2 separate regions of the Ovis canadensis genome follow, and region 1 is linked to region 2. The links are chromatin contacts, called in public Hi-C maps. All regions are on one chromosome and are shown on one strand. Each heading gives the region's core, a stretch centred on a gene start, on an enhancer-like site or on the middle of the called end of the contact. The rest is flanking DNA. Distances are from core to core; before and after follow the strand shown.

Region 1 (5,313 bases), core at 1,546-4,045, 120 kb after region 2:
CCATCAATCCAACTCCTCTGTTCTCTCTCTGCTAGCTATCGCTGCCCCAGATGCTGAAGCCAAGATCTAGGTCAAGAATTCCGCGTTGCCCTAAGGAGGGAAAAGCACATTCAAAAGACATTCTAGGCTACCCCTGGGATGGGACCTCACAATGGCTGGCTACTTATAATCTGCTCTGGTTTCTGATTCCAAGTCAAACAAGGAAAGGGGCAGTATGCCCAATCAATTTTGGAGTGAGGAAGAAAAGAACAAATTCGTGACCAGCATGGACTGGTTCTACCCCAAAGTGAACATGAACAGGAGCAAATACAGGATGAGGCCCCTGGCAACCAACAGGTAAACCCTGGGGAGAGCCACAGTAACTGAGAGCAAGTATTCTGTGAGCATCCAGTCCAACTTGATGTCTTCTGAGGCTCTTATGAGCAGAAGTGATTTCTCTACTGTGCATAATGAAGATGTAAGAAAGTCTGGCCTCATAAGCACCAAAAATTCCCTCTCCAGGGCACACACGCCTTTGAAAGGCGCTGGATTCTGCACAGAATCTATTATTCTGTGACAGGTGGTGGAGAGAGAGAGAGAGAGAGAGAGAGAGAAGACAGGCTAGACTTAGCTTCAGGGCATGAAGGGAAGACGTCCCAGGTCTGCTATTAAGTGGTAAGATGGGGCTGCTCTATCGGGCGAGTTGCACACAAAAAAAGGCTTTCATTTGAAGGAGTTTGTGTTTTCCTAAACCTTTGCTTTCTCCGGGGACCTCACAGGGAGAGAGAGCACTGGGGAGTGTATTAACCCCAAGCTGACAGCAGAGTCAGCGAGTGTCACTCCCAGCCACAACCAATCTGTTAAAACGACTCAAAACGAACCCCGCCTGGCAAGGATCAAGAAAACGAGGGAAGACAGTACTACTAAACCAGGGCTCTACCCGGCAAGGCTAACTTCTGCTTCCGACCATCGCGCACCCGCTGCAAATTGCTCCCTGCGACCCGGATTACCCATCTGAACTCACCAGATCACCCATCTGATCTCACAGGATCTGGCGACTGGATTTTGAAAGGGGCCACGAAGAAACGTGAGCCTCCGGCCTCCGGCGGGCGCCCCGTCGCAGTCCGCTCCCCCGACGTCCTCCCGGGAGCTGCCACCAGCACCCCGCGCGCGCCCCGCGCCCATCCGCCCGCCCCGGCCTGGCCCGCCCTCCTCGGCTTTCCAGCGCCCAGTCTGCAACCTCCCTGCCCCGCGCCTGGTCCGCCGGGCACCGCGCTGCGGGGCCGCGAGGTGGCCCGGACGCGCGAACAAACTGGACTGGGCGCGGGGACACAAGGGAGCGGGCTGGACGAGGCGCCGCCGCCGGGGTCCCCAGGACGCCCTGTCACGCCTCCCGCGCCGGTTCCCCGCGGGCGGGTCGCAAAGCTCGCCTCTCCCGTGACCAACTCCCTCCTCTTTGCCTAAGAGACACACGGCCACCCCGGCACTACCTGCCGGGCAGGGCCCAGCGCGTGCCGGCCCCGCATCTCCACCCCCGGGGCCACCACGTCCCCAGAGTGTCTCTCCCGGGCTACCCCCGGAGACAATGGCTCACCCATCGCCCGGCCGGCCGCGCTCCATTTCAGCCATCACCGCCCTCCTCCCCTCCCCGGGCGGCCAGTGCCCCGGCAGCCCCGTTTCACAGAAGTGTAGATCGAGGCCGGGGAGGTGACAGACGAGAGAAGAAACCTGGCTGCTTATGGAGCTGAGGAGGGACCACAGACAAATCGGCCACGGAGACCAGGCCAAATGAGAGACCGCTTTCCCGGGGCCCGGCCCCGCCGCCCCCGTCCGCTCGGCCTCCGGGGAACAGGGGGGCCTCCGCCCTCGCCGTCCCTGCCGCCGCCGCCTCATCCGCCCTCCCGCGAAGGAGACAAAGAGCCGGCGCCCCAACCGGTGGAGCGGTAGCCGCTGGGGCGGGCGACGGGGAGATTTCACCCGGGAAACCAGGGGCGGGGGCGAAGGGAAGGGCGAGCCGGAGGCGCCCGGGCCGATCCGCGGCGCTCGGGGCGGCGCGGGCAACGGGACCCGCGGGTGTTGGGGCGCAGGGCAGCGGCCTGGGCGGGCGCGCTCCGAAGCCCGATGGGCGGGCGAGCAAGAACCGGGCGCGCCGGGGACCGCGGACCTCGCCTCCACGGCGGGGGCCGGTGGCGGAGCGCGCGGGCAGCGGCGCGGGTGCACTCACCGGATCGGAAGAAGGCCGCGATGTCGGCCAGGTCCTTGGCCGCCTCCTCGGCTCCCTCGCCGGCGCCGCCCCCGCAGCCCGAGCTCGCCGCGCTGGCCGCAGCGGCGGGGCCGGAGGACGCGGCGGGGGCGGCGGCAGCACCGCCGCCGCCGCTGCTGCTGCTGCCGCTCATGGCTGCGGCTGCGCCCGCGGCCGCGCCCGGCTCGGGCCCCGCGCCCCTAGCGCCGCGCGCCGCCCGCTCCGCGCCGGGCCTGGCGGCGCCGATCGCCCTGCTGTCCGCGCCCGGCGCGTGGACGCAGAGCCCCGGGGCGGCGGCGGCGGCGGCGGGCGGCGGCGGCGGCTCGGCCCGAGGAGCGCGCCCACATAGACGAGGACTCCGCCCGGGAGCCGCGAGCCGGCCGCGGGGCGGGAGCGCGGAGCCACGGCCTCGGCAGCGCCGGCCGGAGCGCGGGCAGCCACGCGCACCGCGGCGCCGGACACGCAGTCGCGAGGGCGGCGGGGGATGGGGGGGCCCGAGGGGGCCGGCGGGAGCTCCGCGATCACGGACGCCGGCGGCCGCTGCGAGCCTCCATCTTGATTTCAGATGGGGAAAGGAAGGAGAGGGGAGGGGGGAAAATCACGGCGGAGGGAACCCGGGTGAAAGGAAAAGGGAGAGCAGGGAAAGGAGAGGAAGGGGGAAAAAAAAAAAAAGAGAGAGGGGCTTCGGGAATTTCCGGTGAATATCGTCTGGGGCCGGAGCGTGGGCTCGGCGGGTGGGCGGGGCGTGTGATGGGCGGGGCCTGGCGGGAGGGGCGGGGCCGCGCAGGAGGGCTGGCGGGCGGCGGCGGGAGCGTTTCAGCGTTGTTCCGTCTTGCGGGCGGCGGCGAAAAGGAGGGAACGCTCTGAGGCAGCGAGGGCGCGCACCTTTCCAGGCGCGGCATGGCGCCCCCCGTTGGACGCTCGCTCCTGCAGCGCCGCACCGCCCTCCGATCGCTGGAGCTGTTGATGACTGATCTCACCGCGGGGCGGGCTGACTCCTGCTCAGGGCCCGGTGTGCGCGTAGTCTGGGCTCCACAATCGTTGTTGAATGGAAAGAGATCATGAAAACGGGTCGTGTGTTGTACTCCAGCCTCAGAGGGAATAATGGAGCAGGCCTCTGAACTGGGGGCCGTCTGTCTCCTCGTCTGCCACAGTCTCCTTCGGGACTCACAGCTCCTCCGCCCCTGCTCCACCAGAATGTAGAGAAGGGGGAAGGTGATGATGGCTAAGGAGACCAAAGGAAGTGAGGGGTAGGTGACATCCAGCTTTAAGGAAGATCCGTGTCACGCCCTCATTTGACAAAATATTCGAGTACAAACACCTATGTACGTGGCTACAACCGAAGGGAGCAAAAGGTGTCTAGTGCGCCGGAAGCAAGAAGAGATAGATAAGATTGATTAAAAAAAAAACTGGTGGAATACTGATGAAACCAATATACATGAACACTGGAAATGAACAATTAAGGAAATGAATAGTGAATGATGAATACCAAGTTTTTCATTGTGAGGAAGTCTAGAATGATCTGTGTGGTACGGAATTAGAGTTGGAGACGTCAGTATGAACCCTTGTTTAGATTAATATAGATGCAGGTGGGTAAGAAAAGATTTGCAGATATGTGTGTATATATACACAGGCTCTAACATGTATGTACATTTCCTTGCTCTGTCAACTGAGTGAATTTGGCATAACACTTGTAGCAAGTCGCACATCAGGCACTCAGATCTTTATTAACACCGTTCTTCAGTAAAAGGAACCCGGGTTCCTCAGGTGAATTGGCTGACTCTGGGACTAGAACAGGAAATATACAAGAGAACCTAGAGCATCTTGTTGTGCCAGATGATAAGGAAGTGCTACGAAAAAATGTTTATTTAATCAACATCCAGAACAATGATGAAGGTCTCTCGAAGGGACACAGAAGCCCATTGAAAGAGCTCCCAGTGATCAAAGCTGTAACAATTTGAACAGCAAAATAAAGCAATGTTCTATTATACCCAAAGTATAAAATAAATATCCATGAGTGCATACCGATATAATGCAATGATTGAATGAGTAAATAATTAAGAGAGAAGAGACAAATGTTCCTCGAAGAAGAATTCAAAATAAATACTTAGATACTCTGCCCTCAGTGAGATGGAATAGTCCTTAACTGTGGTCTGCACATTCAACTTCCAGAAGAGTAACTTTATAATGAAGAAAACTGACAAACATTACTTCACAAGATCACCAGCAGAGATAAATCATGTGGATAGTATGTACCCTTGATATGATGTAATGAAAATGCCACTTTAGCCCTATTGTATTCCTCCCAGAAACACAGTCTAACCATGAGAAAAATAACAGACAAATCCCAGTTAAGGGCGTTCTACAAATGACCTGACCAATACTTCCCCAAACTGTTAAGGTCAACAGAAGTAAGGAAAGTCTGAAAATTGTCACAGACAAGACGAGCCCAAGGAAACAATAACTAAATATAATGTAGTACCCTTAAGGATCCTGGAACCAAGAAAGCACATTAGGTAAAAACTAAGAAAATATGAATAACATATGGACTTTAGTTAATAATAATGTACCAGTACTGATTCATTTATTGTGAGTAATATGGGAAAATTGGATTGAGCTATAAGGGAACTCTGTACTATTTTCACAACTTGTCTTATTATTTTAGAATCTAAATCTATTCTAAAATAGCTTATTTTTAAAAAATTTTTAATTATGTGTAGAATATCAAAAAGAAAACAATTCAGTTGGTCCAAATTTCACAGGCTATCAGCTCAGGTGTGCTGATGTTTCTTTTTCTTATTTTTCAGTTGGGTAATTTCTGTCTCCAGCTCCCATTTCTCTTCATGGCTTAATCCTAGTTTGGAGAAAATAATCTCCAGGAGCTTTCTTTGCCAGCTGAGTACATTCCCCTTCCTGCCTTCTCCCTAAGGTTGAAGCCAGACTCCCAGAGGCATTGGTGAGGTGGGGATGGGGAGATTGCACCTGGCCCTTGGTCTTCAACCTAGACAGCATATTAAAAAACAGAAACATTACTTTGCTAAAAAAGGTCCATCTAGTCAAAGCTATGGTTTTTCCAGTAGTTATGTATGGAT
Region 2 (5,893 bases), core at 1,642-4,141:
CACAGACTGACTCCTGTGGGTCCTCAGTGTCTTCAGAGTAGCTACTCTAGCCAACCAGTTCCTGAATCGCCTCCCTAGATTAAGTAAGATTCACCATTTTTCCAGAAGAAGAAAGACACGTGAGTCAAGGGCTAAACTGGTGTGGAAATGCATTTAACTTTTATCATGACATCTGTACATGTCCCAACATAGACTAGAATGTAAATTCTAAATAGTTTCACTGCAATATTTTTGTTGAATATGCCACAGAAGAAGAAATGTTACTGTCATTAAAATTGACAATGAAAACATCTAAAACAGAAAAGAGAAAAACGAAACAAAACAAAAAAGAGAACCATAAAACTAACCACACAAAGACACCGAGTTTGTGGCTATTATTAGGCGGTCACCTAAGCATTATGTTTAACCCGGTTTCCATTTTTAAAAACAGGCAAAAGACGGAGGCAGCCTGTACACACACTGAAGCCAGATTAAATATATCATGTAACTTTCAATGAAAAGCAGGAAGAACTCAGCCATGAAGCATCCTCAGATCAAAAGGCAGATTCAGTTCCAGGCCCTGAAGAGCTATTTATGAAAATGGAGCGCATGACTACAAAAAACTTACAAATAAATGCCTTCTGGGTTATTCCAGTGATTCCAGACTACACTACAGATAGGATAACTCCTACTGCCTGGCTTCCTGATGCATAAAAGGACCAAGCTGTGGCTCTTAAGCTTGTGGGACAAAGGATACACCCAGCAACCATGCTGGAAGCACACGTCTGTCCTTCCACACTCTCAGCGTTCTGGGGAAAGGACAGGTGAATGCCATCTTAGAGTGACAACTGCGAGACCCCAGACCATACCAGTGCCACAGACCACGTAACTCAGCACTTTACTTCCAAGGGCCACCAAACTTCACAGAGAGAATTTCAGGATATCAGTCCTGAATATTCACTGGAAGGACTGATAATGAAGCTGAAATTCCAATCCTCTGGCCACCTCAGGCGAAGAGCTGACTCATTGGAAAAGACCCTGATGCTGGGAAAGATTGAAGGTGGGAGGAGAAGGGGATGACAGAGGATGAGGTGGTTGGATGGCATCACCAATTCGATGGACATGAGTTTGAATAAGCTCTGGGAGTTGATGATGGACTGGAATGCTGCAGTCCATGGGGTCACAAAGAGTCGGACACGACTGAGAGACTAAACTAAGGAAAGAAAGGGCAAAAAAAAAAAAAAGGAAGAGAGAGAGAGAGAGAGAGAGAGAGAGAGAGAGAGAGAGAGAGAGAGAAAAGCAACATGAATGGGGATAATAAACAGAGGTAAATGGCCAAAGTCAGAGGACAGGTAGTTGTTGGACCATTTCGTAAATTACATACTTTTCCAATTACACAGGCGGTGCTAGAGAAGACTCTTGCGAGTCCCTTGGACTGCAAGCAGATCCAACCAGTCCATCCTAAAGGAGACCAGTCCTGGGTGTTCACTGGAAGGACTGATGCTGAGGCTGAAAATCCAAAACTTTTGCTCACCTCATGCGAAGAGTTGACTCATTGGAAAAGACCCTGATGCTGGGCGGGATTGGGGGCAGGAGAAGAGGGGACGAAAGAGGATGGGAAGGCTGGATGGCATCACTGACTTGATGCACATGAATTTGGGTAAACTCTGGGAGTTGGTGATGGACAGGGAGGCCTGGCGTGCTGCGATTCATGGGGTCGCAAAGCGTCCGACACGACTGAGCGACTGAACTGAACTGATACTGAAGTGTGTGGAGAGAGACTGGACACTTGTTACAATTTAAAGTACATTTTGCTGAGACAGAGAAGCCCATGTGAATTTTAATGAAATGCTAGCTTCAGGGCACAGTGAAGATGCAGTCAGCCAAAGCTCACCAAGCTCCTTCTTGGTGCAAAGGGGATGTCCCAGGGGAGGCCTAAAAGGCAGGCAACAACTGTTCTCTTAAACCAAATGTGAGAGAAATTTGACCAGAACATTCATATGATAAACGTTCTATGATAATGTTCATATGATAAACGTATTACTCTCGATCTTGATGTTTCTTGAATGCTATTGGGGGTGGGGGGGCGCCTACAAATCTGATTTCATCGTGAACATAAATGTGCCGTTAGCGGTTGATGACCTTCTTTCCTCGTTCATTTGGTTTCAGTCAACACAAATAACACCTTTTCCCTCAAGCAATCATATTTGAATATTCAGAAATTTTAACATTTTCATTTAAAAATATCTCAAACCCCGCCCTCCAGGTTCAGCATGATGTGACTTGCCAAAATTGATTCTGCTATCACCTTTCAGATTGCTATTTGGCTCAGTAGTCTGTTGATTTGTGATCTATTTCAATCCCCCCTCAACCCCCGCTCCCAAATTATCCACATTCCCTAAAGTGACTCGCATTATGTTGCCCATCAGGAGGACTGCTTTTCCCCTCTTCCTCTAAATCCACCTGCAAGCCAGAGGACCCGTCTGTTTCTTTCACTGCTGTTTCCCAGATGTCAGGCACAGGATGGTCAATGAACATGGGCTGACTGCACGAACGAATGAGCAGACAATGAACTAACAGAACAACAATACTTCTCCAGCTTCTTGCCCCTGAAACCCCCACAGAGGCACCCCAGTGTTCCTTACCACTTTCCGTTCCAGGTTTGTAAACTATTAAGCTCAGTATTGTTCAGATGGCCTATAGTATGACTTACACTTCTAACAAGGAAAATTAACCTCTGGGTCCTAAGAGTAAACATTCCACAAGTTATTCAGCAATGGAAAACCTTTTAGTTGTACCAGTGGTCTGAATCAACTTATTTTTTACCCCTCCACTCTACAAGGAGGTACTGCATTGTTACTGTGAACAAATACCTTCTGAAGCGAGTCACTGCTGACCAGAATGCTCACAGGCTTGGTCACTTCCTTGGTATCAGATTTTTTTTAAAAACAACAAACAGAAAAGGAAGAGCTACCCACTGCCCCCACCCCTCAGCGTGTTGTTGTTTTTTCAATTTAAAAAGAAAGCACCACAGAAATATTTTTACAATGAGCAAAAAGCTTTTATGCCGCACATCATCCCAACAAAATTTATGTAGCTGTTTTAAAAAGAATTAAGATGAAGCAAATCAAATGAGTTTTAAAAATGAATCAAATTTTTAAAAGTCTAAACCAAAACACAGGTTAGTATTTTCCCTCCATATTTCTTCTGGGACTACTGACATATACTAGTCATTTGAAATTATACCTAATCCTCCAACTACATGAGTCAATTTTTTTTTAAAGTAAAAACAGTGTTAGGAAAAAAAATACCGTCATTTCTTCCCCATTTGAGCTGTAACCAATGAACTGGCACCTTGTTCTGAACAGCCCAGTTCACCTTCACTGGGATTTGTCCCTAAATGACAAGGCAAACTGCCCTGCTCATCCGTTTTCAGAGGTCGCATTTGCCTGTCAGCTGTTCTACTTTAGTATTTACTAAGCGGGAAACCTGAAAGTGGGGGAGGACTGCAAAGATCCCCATCCTTATAAAAACACAGCTTGTAGCGGCAAAAAAAAAAAAAAGTTAATAAGTAAAGCAGCATCTTGAAAGAACAAAGAAAAGCAACGTGCAGCAGTAAGCTGGAGGGTTCCTATTAGTACGGAGTCTTGGTGGTGATTACCGAATGTTACTCATCACTTTATTTAGGGGAGAGCCGCGCGCATGCACCCCAGAGCACAAAGAGCCGGGTGATAACGTCTCTGCATCAGCGGCCGCGCGCACGCGCAGACAGAGGTGACGTCACCCTTTCCAGGCAGGCCGTCCGCAGTTCCGAGTCCGGACCTTTCTCCGCAGTGCCTGCAGGATTAGTCACGGATCACGGGGAGCGGTGCCGCGCGGGGCACGCGGTTTGCGCTATCAGGGATTTTAGCCCGGCAAGCACTGAGATCAGTGTTGCGTAGGAAGGAAGCATTTTCTCTAAGCCTGCATCCTCTCTGAAGATGAGGGCGGGGCGGGGGGGGGGGGGGGGGGGGAAGAGACAAGGTTGTAAATCAAATGTTTTTACCTGTCTTCTTTACTAATATATAAAAAATCAAAACAATGCAAGGCTTATATTATTTTCCCATATATCTGTAAGTGCAGTCCACACACACAAGATCATTACGAGGGTCGGACACGACTTAGCAACTGAACAACAGCAGCAACAGACTGCATATAAAGTGAAGTATTTATACCAAGAATAGGGACATGCTCACAGGCCACCACGCAGGAATATGGATGGGGTTTCATACTGCAGCATTATAATTTTTACTTATAACCTTTATGGTTATAATAACTGTCAGGCTCACTGATTTATTCCTTCACATAATTTTAGAAGCAATAGCCTGTAACATCATACTGCGAGAGAGGTTTGATTGATTCGAGGCCGTTAAGAATGTTTCAACTTAAAAGAGCTCTGACTTTTAATGTCTTGAGCACAAAATATAGAAAAACAAAGAAAAATTATCACGCACACAAAAAGAAACCATAACAAGAATATTTTGACTATTACACATACTTTACTATAATGAAAACATCTGTAGAATTTTTAACATTTGATGATTTAATTATATGGTAACTGTTAGAGGTTAATTTAAAAGCATCAATAATAGGCCAGTGAAAGGAAATATTCCAACAGTCAAAATAGGAAGAGGAATAGCAAAAAAAAAAGGGAGTGGGGGGGGGGGGGTAATTCTACAATCTCATAAATCAACAAAGAACCATGTGCCCAGATGTGCCATTTATCTTTGCCTCCCCAGGGGCCAGCTCGGGGCCAAGCACAGAGAAACCTTATCCTCGTGTCTGTCTGATGCCAAGAGAAAGAACCCGTCTGGCTGTGTTTATGCTGGTACTGCCCTAGAGGCCTCTGGGGGAAGCTCGCCCAGGCTGCATCTTGGGACCTATCACTCATGCTAAACTACATTTACATTTACACACACACATACACTTGCAGACACATAGCTCTGTGTGCTGATGGACATCGAGTAAGATTTGCTTTACATAAGGAGCAGCCTCTCAGGAAAACTGTTTAAAAAGTTAATTTGCAGCCAACGAGTAACAGTCACACAACAGTCCAACTGGAGCAAACAGAGCAAGGCTGACTGCTAAACGCAGCTTCTTTCATCGTGACAGCAAACAGTCCATAAGGGGTAGTACCCTAACCCTCTACCAAACAAGAAAAAAATCTAATACACGGGTATATTTGTTTTAATGCACATCACAATCAAATTCTGAAAAAGGCTTTGGAAAATAAAGCTGTAACTCTACTCTTTCCCATATCTTTTTGATTATTACCTACAAAAAGGCTCTTGATTACAGAGAACTGGTATAAATGGGTGGTATTGAAACTCCTCTTGGTATGTACTGATTTGCTCTGATCTGGGGTGACTTGAACATCCAGTGTAATCTAGGGTCCTTTTGTTGAACTCGCTGTGTTTGGCAAAGCAACATGAGTAGCAAGTCTGTCAAGTGAGAGACACACAAGTATGGAAAAACGCGGCCAGAGGAAATCAGAATGAGATGTCGTCTAAGATGTAGGATTTATGGGGAGAGATGGTTGTGGTCGGTCTTGGCTGGAACAAAGAGGGGTTGTGAACCAGTGGGCAGGTGCCTGGGGTACAGTCTTCTCCAAATATCTAACCCCGAACTCACGCGCATCTTCCCAGACCTGCTCCCCATGGTGTGGGTCCCAGCGCAGTACCAGGCCCCACAAACCACCCACCGCACGACTTAACCAGGAACCTGGGCTCGCCCTACCCTCATCCTCTCTTGCCCTCCTGCACACTCGGGAGTATTGTGTCCACCGGCCAGCATGACCCTTACGTGTGTGCCTCCAACAACCTCCTAATGGACACTCATGACTCCCTGGGATTCATTCTGGCACCCTCCCCCTGAA

Evidence for each region. Hi-C and Micro-C count contacts between places; a contact is called where the count stands out from the background.
Region 1: a contact with region 2 is called in a Hi-C map of fibroblasts, with 4 times the contacts expected there. The contact joins the promoter of TRIO here to the enhancer-like site in region 2. A contact is called at or near these places in 2 of 2 Hi-C or Micro-C datasets (fibroblasts and lung).

Annotation. Positions count from the first base shown.
Region 1 is chr16:72,306,918-72,312,230 of ARS-UI_OviCan_v2, forward strand. TRIO (trio Rho guanine nucleotide exchange factor) reads right to left here and starts at 2,796. Exons shown (of 57, transcript XM_069556151.1): 1 at 2,204-2,796. The coding sequence starts at 2,375.
Region 2 is chr16:72,187,495-72,193,387 of ARS-UI_OviCan_v2, forward strand. The region is part of intron 1 of TRIO (trio Rho guanine nucleotide exchange factor); the gene reads right to left. Among named protein-coding and RNA genes, the nearest start is that of TRIO, 120 kb to the right of the region's middle. Within about 2 kb of position 2,892, the one cell type or tissue checked has open chromatin away from gene starts, as enhancers often do. A contact at or near this core is called in fibroblasts, where this site is marked.